Regions from separate parts of the Mus musculus genome. Here regions 1, 3 and 4 are each linked to region 2. A link is a contact called in public HiChIP or PLAC-seq and promoter capture Hi-C data. All regions are on one chromosome and are shown on one strand. Each heading gives the region's core, a stretch centred on a gene start, on an enhancer-like site or on the middle of the called end of the contact. The rest is flanking DNA. Distances are from core to core; before and after follow the strand shown. Region 1 holds the start of Fam53a (family with sequence similarity 53, member A). Region 2 holds the start of Spon2 (spondin 2, extracellular matrix protein). Region 3 has its middle 68 kb from the start of Nkx1-1. Region 4 holds the start of Depdc5 (DEP domain containing 5).

What was found. Promoter capture Hi-C pulls out the DNA fragments that hold promoters and counts their contacts. HiChIP or PLAC-seq counts read pairs in DNA pulled down with a chosen protein or histone mark.
Region 1: a CTCF HiChIP or PLAC-seq map of the NIH/3T3 cell line shows a contact between it and region 2, with 6 read pairs. The contact joins the promoter of Fam53a here to the promoter of Spon2 in region 2. A contact is called at or near these places in 3 of 39 promoter capture datasets (3T3-L1-derived adipocytes, embryonic stem cells and stem cell-derived epiblast-like cells), 1 of 15 datasets of contacts at CTCF or cohesin (the NIH/3T3 cell line), 3 of 115 datasets of contacts at active chromatin or transcription factors (T-cell acute lymphoblastic leukemia, acute myeloid leukemia and embryonic stem cells) and 1 of 9 other capture datasets (embryonic stem cells).
Region 3: a contact with region 2 is called in an H3K27ac HiChIP or PLAC-seq map of embryonic stem cells, with 5 read pairs. The contact joins the enhancer-like site here to the promoter of Spon2 in region 2. A contact is called at or near these places in 2 of 39 promoter capture datasets (pre-B cells and trophoblast stem cells), 1 of 15 datasets of contacts at CTCF or cohesin (pro-B cells), 3 of 484 Hi-C or Micro-C datasets (Th1 cells, macrophages and nephron progenitors), 2 of 115 datasets of contacts at active chromatin or transcription factors (bone marrow-derived macrophages and embryonic stem cells) and 2 of 9 other capture datasets (adipose tissue and liver).
Region 4: a contact with region 2 is called in a promoter capture Hi-C map of liver, with 2.8 times the contacts expected there. The contact joins the promoter of Depdc5 here to the promoter of Spon2 in region 2. A contact is called at or near these places in 4 of 39 promoter capture datasets (hippocampal neurons, liver and stem cell-derived epiblast-like cells) and 1 of 9 other capture datasets (pancreatic islet).

The regions. Positions count from the first base shown.
Region 1 is chr5:33,628,270-33,631,431 of GRCm38.p6, forward strand. Fam53a (family with sequence similarity 53, member A) reads right to left here and starts at 1,366. Exons shown (of 6, transcript NM_178390.3): 1 at 1,068-1,366; 2 at 584-708. It also overlaps Gm9903.
Region 2 is chr5:33,216,584-33,219,602 of GRCm38.p6, forward strand. It overlaps Spon2 (spondin 2, extracellular matrix protein), which reads right to left and starts at 1,655. Exons shown (of 6, transcript NM_133903.3): 1 at 1,365-1,655; 2 at 661-880; 3 at 14-237. The coding sequence starts at 877.
Region 3 is chr5:33,500,425-33,503,552 of GRCm38.p6, forward strand. No RefSeq gene overlaps it. Among named protein-coding and RNA genes, the nearest start is that of Nkx1-1, 68 kb to the left of the region's middle. Within about 2 kb of position 1,542, at least 13 of the 459 cell types and tissues checked have an H3K27ac peak or open chromatin away from gene starts, as enhancers often do. A contact at or near this core is called in embryonic stem cells, where this site is marked.
Region 4 is chr5:32,862,004-32,865,376 of GRCm38.p6, forward strand. It overlaps Depdc5 (DEP domain containing 5), which reads left to right and starts at 1,718. Exons shown (of 43, transcript NM_001170567.1): 1 at 1,718-1,818; 2 at 2,574-2,696. The coding sequence starts at 2,639.

The DNA.
Region 1 (3,162 bases), core at 116-2,615, 410 kb after region 2:
GCTCACTAAACAAAGAGACGTAAAGAGGAGAACAGGTGCCAGAGGAGTCATCAGAAAGAACGACCAACCACTAACCAAAACAGCAAAGTCCATCTACTCTTCCTAATCAATTTCAATTTCCACCTTGGCGTAATATTCAGAATTTGGAAAAACTATCCTCGGTCCTACCTTGTTCTGAGATGCTGAACTTCCCTTCCAAGACCCACTTTCCTAAGATGACCAAATATGTATTTGAAGCAGCAGCATCAGTGAGCACAAGTCAAATTTCTTAATGTAAAAACTAAAGTACACCTTTCAAGTCAAACTAGTCCATCTTCAAAATTCTCAGAGCTGAAACATCATTATAAACTTAAGTAGTGGGGCTGGAGGGTTAGAATAAGCTTAGATTCATACTTAAAGATATATCTAATGATTAAATACCTTGAAGTGCAAAAAATTAAAGTGATTTTAATTTGGAGTGATAGATCACAGATCTGTAATTAAGACTAATGTACAAAGGCAATAGCATTCGGAGCGGTAAAATACATTGTGAACATCGCACATCCCATCCTCCACACAGGAAGTCTTAAAGGGACTTACACACCCTCAGTCTACGCAGGAAAGTGGCTTCGGAATAGACTTCCAAGTCACCTTCCACAGGTCGTTGGGGAGGATCTGCTCTTGGGATTCCCTTAAGGGACCATCATATCTCGTCAAACTTCCTGCTTCCTGAATACAAAATAACAATCACTGAGTCTCAACAACAGCGGGTTCACGGGCCCACGGACTCAGCATGGCGACAACAGGTCTCAAAGTCGACATGAAAAGTGATTCAACAAGTGGCAGCGCGCCCCAGGCGCAGCGGGCAGGCCTTACCGCCTGGCGTGCAGGAGCGCGCACAACAGAATGCTTGGGGCCTGGCCTAATTGGAGGGGTCCCCGGACTCGCCACGAGTTCGGGGAGCTGGGGCCCAGGGGACTCTAGGGAGCTGGGGCCCAGGGTTCTTTCAGATGCTGGGTCCCCGAGGACCTTAGGATGTCGGGGACACGGGACACGAGGACAGTGCTGGGCCCGGGGCGCGCGGGGACCTTAAGGTGCTGAGACGCCGGCTGGCCCTAGAGGGTGTTCCGCGCGCTGTGCCGATGCACCCGGCTCTCGACGTGCGGCTGCGCGGCGCCGGCCGACGTACGGAGACTCCGGGATCGCAGCGCAAGGACACGGCGTTGCGGTGGCTGGAGCTCTTAGCGATGAGCAGGCGAACGACGGCGCAGAGCACTCTCCGCGAGGCGAGTGAGCACCGAGCTCCGTAGCTGGGGCAGGGCGCCGGCCGCGCAGGCCGCGCTCCGCGCATGGGGACGGTGAGCCTCAGTCACCGCGGAACAAAACCGCAGCCGACGCCCCGCCCCCTCCGGACGCCCTCATTGGTCGCCGCGCCGCTACCACCGCCCCGAGCCGTCAGCCGTCCGCTCGCGCACCCGCCCGCGGAAGCCGCCGCAAGCAATCAACCCTCAGCCGCACCGCTAGGCGGGCGACGTCACTGCCCGGCGTGTTGTGGGTGTGGCCTCGTGACGCCCCGCCCCCGTTTCCTCTCACTTCCCTCCTACGGGTACCGTGCGCCGCTGCTGGCCCCGCCCCCCTGTGCGAGCTGGCCCGCGCCGGGTGTGACGTTAACCTTCGGGTGTCCGCGGGGCATCGAAGGCCGGTAGTGGTACCTATAGGCTCCCGGATTCCAAAGTCCGATGTGACCACCTTCATCTCCCTGCCTTTTTTCTTTTTCTTTCTTTCTTTTATAGCAAAATCTCAGTATGAAGCTCGGACTGTAGACAAGGATGGCTTCGAACTCCTAGAGATCCTTCTGCCTCTGTCTTCCGAGCCCTGGAATTAAAGACAGGCGCCACCAATGCCCAGCTTCTCCTGTCCTTTGCTGGTAATGTGCCTTTGGGCAGGACCCTTCCCTTTGGGAGTCTCATTTCTGGACCTACCGTGTGACTGGAAGGCACTTTTGTGCATTGGGTACCGGTGCTGTGAAGGAAAGCTGCTCTGCAGGTGGGTGTGACTGGGGTGGAGCACTTCTCAGGGTGCTAGAGGCCAGGCGCAGCAAAATGAAACCGCCTGCCGACTTGGCTAGGAATAGGCTGCAATTTCACAAGCCTGTAATCCCTAGACAACCTTGTTCCCAAACAACAAAAAGTAATTTTAAAAAATGTTGCAGGGTTAGGTACAGCTACTTGATGTAGAAAATGGAATAGTTCTCATCTGGAATAAGACCTAAAAAGGAAGACATTAGAAAGCCACTGGGTATTCCTGGGGCACACCAGAAGTCTGGGCCCTGGCCACCACGTTATGGGTCTGGTAAATCCAGTTCTGTACAGGCTCAGAGGCCCAGCCAAGGGAGGCCAAGATCAACTAGAATGAGTGCCCTCACCTGCTGCATCACCTGCGACAGACCTTTCATTTCCTCCTCCAGGTTTCTTGAGGACAGGGGACTTGCGACCTGGATCACAGCAGGCAGGAGCCAGATAAGGACTGAGACATCTGGCAGGCACCTGTGCCTAAGAGGAACTCTGCCCAGAACAGTCCTCAACCACACTCTCCCTGGGCAGATCTGGACCAATGGTGGCCTTCTCAAATCACCACGGTCACCTTGTGTTTCCCAAGCCCTGCAGCTGATTAAGTTACATACGCCACACAGCTCAGCTGTATTTGAGTAATTCCTAAAGGCTTTCAGTGTGTGCCCTTTTAGGGTAATTTTCAGGGAGTTGATGAATTCACATAAAACCAGAAAGTATTTCAAACTCTCCCACAGATCAGATTGCAGAGAATGGCTTGCAAGCCAGCTGTGGGATTTCACCCAATGTCTGATAGTCCCACATAAACCACACTGGTGATGCTGAGGACAGGTGCCAGTATCAGTGTTTATCATGTCCCAAAGGTAACCAGCCAAGGGAAGATATTAAAATCATCCTTGGTTCACAGTTAGGCTGCTACTCCACCAAGGGGCCATTTTCCCTCCATGACAAAGAATAGCAATGTCACCAGCCTGTCTCCTCAATGCTTGCCTCCATCTCCCTGAGAATGTTATGTGTACCTCAGTGGGCCATGTGAAGGGGAAAGACAGTGATGGCCTAACTCCAAACCTCCACTACTCAGTGGTATACTACTACAAGCATGGGGACAGCCCGG
Region 2 (3,019 bases), core at 405-2,904:
AGCCACAACTTACCAGCGAGTGCCTAGGGTGCACCTCTAACTCTGTGGAAGTCTGCCCGGTACCGCTAGGGATGGCAGGAGCTGAGAACACTGCGTGCACACTCTGAAGTTTCTCTCCTGCAGCTTCGATCTCCTTCATCAGTGCCCAGGCCTCACCACGCTCAGCAAAGTCCCTCAGCCCATTGCTGACATACTCATTCTTCCGCCACATGCTGTAGTCAGAGCTGTGAGCTGCCCCTGTGCAAAGGCCTGACTGCATGAGTATCCAGCGGGGTGGACAGCAGCAGGGCTATAGACTTTAATCCCACGGGGCTGTCCCCAGGGGACACATGTCCCTCTCCCCCTGCCCCCGCCCCCTCCCCAAATATCAGCTCCCTGACTGAATGGTAAGGAGCCACATCCACTTTGAACACAGAGAGACCGTAACATCCTTCACACTTATGTGGCTAAGACGCCTGGCTGGGTGACTGGTGTCCCCAGCTTTCCCGCAGCTACTGTGCCCTCCAACAGCCACTGGGACAGTGGGTATTTAGCAAGGGCTTCCTGTGTTGGATGTTTCTCAGATGACAGTGACTTGTACTGTGTGCTGTGAAGCCAGCAGGTACTGCTTCCTGCCCTGTAGCCTCCAGGATGAGGCAGAAGGAGGAAAGGTGCCCTTACCCAGCAGAGAGGACCACTGTGCAGGGGGCCGGAACAGGGGGTACTGCTTGGGAAATGCTGTCTGGCTCCACTTGCCAATGAAAGTGATGCTGTATCTAGCCAGAGGCCGGGCTGTACAAACCGATTCTCCCCCCAGCGGCTGGCTCGTGGTGGAGCCTATCATGGCCAGGAGGAAGACCCAAAGAGCTCTGCCCAGGGCAAGACTCACGTTTTCCATCACCTACAGCAGAGGGAGAGAAGAGTTGGCACCTTTAGTCCCAGGGCCCCTGTCCACGGAGCCCCAGGAGAGAACAGAACGAGCTCCCAGAGTGAGATGCCTGCAAACACACCGTTTGGTCCCCAGAATGTCCTTCGAGAGTTTCCCAGATGCCGCCCAGTGAAAAGGGCACCAGGTACGTGGCCGGTTTCACTGCTTGTCTGCAAGAATGTCAGTGTAACTTGTGAACTACAGCCCCCAGGACTGTAGTCCAAGGGACAAAAGGTCAATGGGTTTACAATTATCTCTGTCACACACCTCCTGGCCGCTCTACATTGTGTCCCCTGCACTGTGAAGTGCGCCTGGCTTGTACACTTCATGGACTAGCTGTGCATGGGGCTAGATTAGCAAAGCTGAGGTCATGCCCAGCCCCCAGGGTAGTCTCTGAGTGTTACAGATTGCTGTTCCAGGAGCCCCAGGCCCTCTTGAGATGTGAACAACCACTCACCTGGCAAAAGCGTCAGAGGCAGGCTGCTGGGCTTGTCAGCTGGAGGATTGGTCCCAGAGCTCCCAGATCCTATGTGTGCCCAAGGTTAGTGCCTCTGGCCAGCAGATAGGCCCCAGCTCTTCCTGTCTTCTGCCTCAGTGCCTGGTCCCAGAAAGTGCCAGAAGGGGCTTGAGACAAGGAAGCAAGAGGTTTTCCTGCTGCAGGGGTTCTCTGCTCAACCTTCTCACTAGTTCTGACTGCTGTGACCTGCTCCAAGTTGAGCTCACTCTCCGCCCCCTCGGGCTAACTGCTGCCCTGCCGCACCCCTTTCTTTGTCTTTCCCTCTCCCTTCCCTCTCTCCGCCCTCCTCCCTCCTCTCACAGGCTGTCTCTGGGTGGTGCTGCAAGGGGCTCTGTGTTCAGAGATAGGAGTCTGGGGCCAGAGGCCACATTGGTGCCCTGTCTGAACTTTGCCACAGATGTGGTCGAGATGTGACCCACATTTCTCCACTTGACAAATGTGTGTGTGTGTGTGTGTGTGTGTGTGTGTGTTGGGGTGCTGAGGAGCCCCAGATCTACCAGCTTAGCTGTAAAAGGCTTTGGGGCTCTGGGTTTCAGCCAGCCAGACACCTCTTTCTCATAGGGGTCTGAGGGCCCACTTGGCCAGCCGAAGGAAAGCAGCTCGGGGATTTCAAGCTGCTCCTTGGTCCACCTCCTCCCAGCTTCCAGGCCTCTGGTGTTCCTTTGGACTGGGTAGTAGATTCTGATGTTTACTGCAGTGCAGTGTCAGGGAAATACTCTCAAAACTACTGAGGAAGCCTAAGAACTAAGTAGAAAGAAGAGTGGAGAGAGACGACAAACGCAACCTCTGCCGGGTCCCCCACGTACCAAAATATCCAGGGAGCTGCTCCAAGACACATTCTGGGTTTTGGACCAAGTTAATGTTTCACTGTCAGACAGACAGTGAGAGAGAATAAATAGAATCTGCGAAGCTCAAATGCAAACAAAGAGAATGACTTCACCCTCATTTCAAATAAATAAGGCAGCCACATAGCGGCAACTGTGGACATAGCATTTAGGCACCAGGCCTAGAGACCAAAGACAGACTGCCCCAGAACGTCTCAAGCTGCTGGTGAAAGTCACCAAGAAGCCTAAAGCTTCTGTGGCTGTAGCTACCCGTGTGCAACTCACTTACAATAAGCAAGCTAGCCTGTGTTAACAGCAGTTGCTCAATGGCTTAAGCTGAGCAGCTGTAGGTCGCACATCGAGTAGCGATGTGGCATGGCTTGTCAGCAGTACATATTCCCACCGTGTGGCCAGAGAGAAGATGGTCGAACTGCTGTATCTACTACAGCTCATCCAACCGATGCAGAAGGAAGCCATGACGACAATTAAGCCTGCGTAAACACTAGAACAAGGACTTTCTTCCCCTTTTCAGATAAAGGCGCCCTAAGGCAGCTTAGAAAATCCCACTATGCCTCAACGGACAATGGGCGTAGACAGACGCTCTTATGAAATGGACTTGGCCCTGTGGACCCCGAGGGATCTTTACTGTTGACCTTTCATTCAGAGGCCTGCTCTCCTCTAATTTGCCTTGTGCTCTGTGACTAGCTATGGACCATGCTTGTCATAGGATCCAGGTTTCTCACATCTGGCAAGAGTTCCAGAGCTTCAGGG
Region 3 (3,128 bases), core at 292-2,791, 280 kb after region 2:
AGGGTAAAACACAGCTCTAGGTGGCCCGTGTATGCATTGCTGCCCCACAATCTTGTACCCACAGCCCACTGGCCTCTTCTGGGGTGGGAGCCCACAGAGATATATTAATTATATTTCTCTCACTAATGGGCTGCTTACTTTATGATGTGGGGACACAAAAGTAAATTTTAAAATCAATTATACAATTACATATGTAGCAATAACAGAGTACACGGCTAATCCCCGCCGGGTCAGAACAGCAACCTTCCAATAATGCAGGTTTCATTAGGGGAAGGGCTGTTATTGCCAAGAATTACAGAAATAATGGGAGTGGGTGTATTCAGCGAGAAGTAACAAATGAGGCTGCTCTGGAGATAAGACGCCGAGCCGGCTGCTCACGAGCACCGTGGAGGCCGAGTACATCGGGGGTCACTAGCGCCGGGGAACAGGAATTAATTTTAGACGCTTCCTGGAGCCCAGAGGGTGGGAGAGTGGGGGCTTCTGTTGAGCCCAGAGGTGGGAGGACCGGTGGGAGCGAAGCAGAAGCCCCTCACTCAGCCACACACACACCCGCCCCTTTCTAGGGCTCTCAGGCTGTAAGCCCCTCCACTACGTATACTGCAGCAGATCAGTCCTTGCTGCCACACGCATTTGTGGTCATTCCTGATCTCAGGGGTCAATGTTAGGTGCAGGGTGGGGAATGTCTCTAATATGTGCCCTGGTCTAGATCCGAGGAGGCCAGGTGAGCCACTGGAAGTGTGCACAGTAGGGATAGGCCTCCGAGACCAGCATGGAGCTCTTCCCAGGTTTAAAGGTGGGCCACCACCTCAGGGATTGTTTCCAGGAGGGGGTTTCAGCAGAGTCCAGTCTGCCAAGCAGGCAGCCAGAGTAGCTGGAAGGGCACTGGCTGTGAGGTGGCGCTCTCCGGAAGGCAGCCCACCTCCACACAGACCTTGTGATGGTCAGGGCAGCAACCATCTTCCCTGATGCCCCGCCCCCGGAAGGAGGAGGGGCTTTGGCAAACAGTAGCAGGTCTCCCAGTGAGCTGGCACCTCCCGTTTGTGCTGAGGGGACTTGAAGCTTGGCCACTTAGAGAATCACCAAGGCCACTACTCAAGGGTCTCTGGGCTGGGACCAGGGCTAGCGGAACCAGCCTGCTCCATATGGTACCCGGAGATCAAGCTGCTGGGTCTCTAGTGAGACATCTTCCCCCGTAATTGGAGCAGGACTGAGGCTAGGACCTTTTGCTACAGGGTCCTTAAACCAGCTCCTAAAGGGTTTCCGGCAACACAGAGAACCGTGGCCAGAAGCAAGGGCCACATTGCTGCCTTGTCCTCAGAAGCTCACACACATCCTCAAGTCATCCCCCTGTAAGTGAGGGGTGAAACTAGAAGACCTAAGTAAAGCCAGGGCAGCTTGGGGAGACTTACTCTCTCCCAGCCTCAGAGGCTGCTGCAGGCATCCCAGATTGCCCCCATCCCCCCTCACATACACACCAGTGGCTGCGGCAGGTGGGTGGCTCGAGACAGGACAGAAAGAACCGCCCAAGTGCTTCAGAGTCCTAAGTGATTACGAGAGGCCACCGGGTTACCATGCATGTAAATGAAGCCAAGACAGCCCATGGATCAGGCCTTTTCTTCCAGGCGCCAGCAAAGAGACTCTGATAAGGGGATCTTTGTAATTACACGGAGCTACACTGGTCAATTCTGACTTTTAAATACTGTAGGGCCCGAGAAAGGAGAAGAAAGCCGGAACACATGTTCTCTGGGGCAATAGCTTCAGCTCCTTTTGAATTTGCCGTCTTGCCGCAGAGCCCGCAGCCACGGCCGCCCGCCTCCTTTGTGAGCGCTATCGCTCCATCACAGCGCAAGATCATTTCCAAATTAAATTTTATGGTCCATTACTTACTGCACCGACACTGGTCTAATGGAATCTTAAGTGGAACTGACTGGACCTGCGTGGGGCCGGCCTCTCAGTTAAGATGTTATTTAGTTCTAATTATCAGATAATGAACTCGGGAAATTTAATTTTTAATATTTGTATGTCAAAAGTCCATCGGGTTTTGGTTAGAGTTTAAATTAGAAGTTAACCTGGGTTGAGCACCAGTCTCAGGACTTGCTTTTCTGAGGACGGAGGCCACACAAAGCCCCTACTGTGGGCTGCCTGTTTCCAGATGCTGGACCTAATGTCCCCAAGGGAACCCAGCAGGAAGCATTCCAAACCCACACCCTGGCTCTGGCCTGCTTCAGGGCAGCATGGTGCAAGGCAGACCAGGGACTTGAGAGCTCAGGGCCAGGTATCTATCTGCAGGCATGTTAGAAGGAGCCATCACCCAGATCTATGGCCCTGTGCTAGCGTCACAAGTGCCCTGGTTTGCACAGGGGCCTGCCTCCTGTGTCCCCCAGCTGACAGAGAGGCAGCGTGTCTGGGTGGGAAACATCTTTGGGAGGACATTATTTGGTCGCCGGAGGCCAGCCAAGTCTCTGGTTTGATTAACTTTATATTCACGCAGACACTCATGGAGCAGGCTTGTTAGCTTGGGTACATCCAAGAATCTTTGGCAAAGCCAGGCTCTGTGCTCTACCCCACTATGGCCTAGACCCAAAGTTGAATGCTCCAACTGCCCCAGGGGGCTCACTGGTCCTTCTTCAGTGCAATCAACCCCCAGGGTTTGAGGCCATAGCCACCAGACACACAGAAACTGGAGCAGAAGGGGTGGCAAGAGAGTCTCCTGGAGGTGAAATGGCTGAGGGTACCCTGGAGGATTATGGGATTGGCAGTAGAATTGGAGATGACTAGCTGAGGTGAGAGGCCTCCTCCACGAGCAGGTGGCCCAGTTCCTCCTGTCCCCTCTGTACACATGAGGCTGCCAAGAGGCCAATGGGGAGAGCTGGTTATATCTTCCTCAAGGTTCCCAAAGTTTAAGGGGCAGACTGTCCATCTATTATCTGCTACAGCATAGCAAACACTGTATACCTATCTACATCAAACCAGGATGACTGACAGCCAAACCCCTTAGTCTGACCCTAGGGCAGGGCTCTATGAATGGCAGCCTCCTCTTCGAATCATAGGGCTGGCATCATAGCCGAGTGGGTCACTTTTCAGACCTCAGCGGGACCCATTTGGGCTGAGCTTTCTCCAACATGGTG
Region 4 (3,373 bases), core at 468-2,967, 350 kb before region 2:
AACATCCTCAAAACTCCCTGCCAAGGCCTGTGTACTCCCTGTAGGCATCGAGGTGCAGGCCCTGGCCCTGAAGTTCTCCATCTGGGTAGAGACTATTTTATCAAAGTGCCACAGGTGAGCCCCAGTTGGAGAAAATCTTCATCTAAGTCACGCCTTCCTGAAGAATCTGAGGACTTCAGATATCACTTAATAGAATAATTTGCTGACTCTACAGATGTAAAAACAACTGTCAAAGACATGGCTTGGCTAGTCTAAAGAACTTTGCGAAGCTCTGAGTTTGATCCCAGAACGTCTGGCATCCTCCTTTATTGAAGGAACACGGTTAGGGTGTGTTTCCTGAAAGTTGCTTTTGCTAACAGGGTGGAGGGTGTAGCTGACTGAACTAGCAAGTGGGTCTCATAGCACTCACAGGACAGATTCCCCTGTGTATAGATAGCATCTTGCTATTTGTCTCTGCTCTTTAAGTCATTTAGGATGTGGTGCAGACTCTGAGATCCTCCAATGGACAAGAGAATCTACCTTTCCCACCTCCATTTTTTGAGACATGAGGAATAATTCATCTTTAGATAAGGAGGTTTTTGGCTTTGTTTGTTTGTTTTGGCCTACAAGGTGGGAACAGGTCAGGCCTTCTAGCAGGTTCTTCTTCCCATGAATCCTTACTCTGTAATGAGGCTAACACACAACTTACAGTTTTGTTTTGTTTTTGTTTTTTTGGTTTTTTTTTTTTTTTTTTTTTTTTTTGGTTTTCTGAGATAGGGTTTCTCTGTGTAGCCCTGGCTGTTCTGGAACTCACTTTGTAGACCAGGCTGTCCTCGAACTCAGAAATCCGCCTGCCTCTGCCTCCTGAGTGCTGGGATTAAAGGCGTGTGCCACCACGCAATTTACTCTGGTTGGATGATTTATGCCCCATCTAAGGAAACTACTGGGCCTTCTGCCATGCGAGCCTATTGTAGATTTAACCCATTGTACTCGGGCATTCAATGTTTTGAATATTTTTTTTAATCAAACAAACTTTAAGTTTACTGTACACTTGTTTTGACTTATGTACATTAGGTTTAATTTTGACAACAAAAGAGTATATAATGGGTAATGTAAATTGGTTTCTCCTTCCAAGCTTGTCTCTGTACATGTTACATTTGTACTTATCATTAACTTGTACTTCTTAATTATATTTAACAGTTTTCAATAAGTTAGTAACTCGCTCATGAATTATACACACCCCCGTTTTCTTGCTACATAGCCCAAGAACTCTAGGGAATGTTCAGCACTCTTGTCTCTACAGAACCTGGATTAGGAGGGGGAGCCACCACCCGCAGAGACTTTTGCACTTCTCAATAGCCCTCTGGACCAGGTTTAGTTATTAACTTCGTCAAACACATGGAAACAGCTCCGCGAGGTAAGAGTCGACTCTCTCGAGTTTCTCCTATTACGAAATCACTTCGCTCTTCTGAAACGAAGGTCTTGGCTGTGGCTCTATTTTCAAATTTTCCATGCAAAGCGGGCAGCCCTGTAGACGGTGGCGGGAAACGCCAACGGGAACTCGGTTTGAAGTCGGACTCAACGCCACGCCCCCAGCCTCCCCCCCGCCCCGCCCCCCCCACCTCCCCGCAGCCCCGGAGGAGGAAGTGGCGCGGCCACCGAGACGAGGCGGAGGCTGGGCTAGAGCGGCCAAGCCGGCTGAGCAGGGACTGGCGAGGGGCGGGGACTCGGGGCGGAGCCTCGGGAGCGGCGCGGGCTCAGGTGAGCGCTCTTCGGTGGTGCTGTCTGTCTGGTTCCTAGAGCCCTGGTGCGGAAGCTGCGCGAACTGTGGGGGCTCAGGTGGGATATCCTGAGGAGGTCCTGGGGAGATCTGTCCGGAATCTGGCCTCGGGCCGGGCCTGAGGCGCGCAGGGGCTCTGGAAGTGGGGGGGTTGGGGGGGGGAGTCGAGCGCCAACCTCGGGCTGAGACTTGAGGGGCTTGAAGGAAGGGTCCCTGAGCCAGGTTCGAGGCCCGACTCTTCTTGCAGTTCCCCGTGTGACCTTGGACCAGTCTTTCTCTCACCAAGCTTCCCGGACCGCAGCGGTGAAATGGAGGCAGGACGGTCCGCTGAGAGTTGGTACCAGTAGAGGGGTCGGCAAGGAAACCGCAGCCTTCCTCAGTTCTCTTTTCCCCAGGACATTGTTAGTGGACCGCGAGTCATGGGAGTGCATAACAGTTCGAGTGACCTTGGGCGAATCCCTTGTTTTGACGTTCCTCTACTTATGTGATGGACTAACCTCTTCGAATATCCCTGTACTATTTTGGTGTTCCTGATGCAGACAAAAACAAGGTAGTGCCCCTCTCACCACAAGCCTCCCTTTTAGGTATGCGGTAGAGAAAATAGCTTTAGAGGATGGACGAGATCTGAGCCCAAGTTCCCTTTAATTTTTAAAGCACACTTCTATTTGTTTGTCTCTCTTGGTAATTGGAGGAGCGATATAATGCAAGGGTTGGCACGCCTTTCAGCCGAACAACCACCAGTACCTTCAAGGTCTAAAATTAAAGAGCAAATTTAGGAAGCCTGACATCCTCGATGTTTTTATTTGTGTTTCAGTAGCAGGAAAGCAAGATGACTTCCCTGCTCCAAGATTGGAACAGCTGAAGAAATCACAAGACAAAATGAGAACCACAAAGGTCTACAAACTTGTCATCCACAAGAAGGGCTTTGGGGGCAGTGGTCAGTATTGATTGATATTTGGGGATTGTGTAAGTTGGCTGAAGTTATGATGTGCCTTAAAAATTACCCATATCACAAGGGAGACTGGACAGGTAAGAGTGGAGCAGTATCAGAGATCAGGGATGGTTGGAAATGAGAGCACAGGATCTTTTTGAAAAGCATTCTTCACATTCAGAGTTTGTTGGGTTGTATTTTGAATCCAGGTTTTACCATGTTTCCAAGGCTCATTTAGAACTCATTGTGTAGCCCAAGCTGGCTTTGAACCCATTATCCTCCTGCCTGTGTATCTGGAAATACTCTACCACACCTGAGTTAATTTTCCTCCTGCTTTTGTTTGTTTTGTTTTTGTTTTTCTTCTGTGTAGTGAGTGCTTGGCCACAAGTTTACTAGAAAAGGACTCTATGGACTGCATCCAAGTCCTTCCTCCTGGTTTTTTTTTTTTTTTTTTTTTTTTAATGTTCTTTACTTCAGAAATCAGAATTACTGACAAAGTGAGCTGGTTTGGTTTGGTTTTTGAGACAGAGTCTTAGAGCTCATACTGGCTTTGAACTCAGTATGCACTGGAGGCTGATCTTGAGTTACTGCCCTTCCTTCCGTCCTTCATACCCAAGTGTTGGGATTTCAGGCATGTGCTCCCACGTTGTTCTCCGTGGATCTGGATAAAGAACCCATGCTTT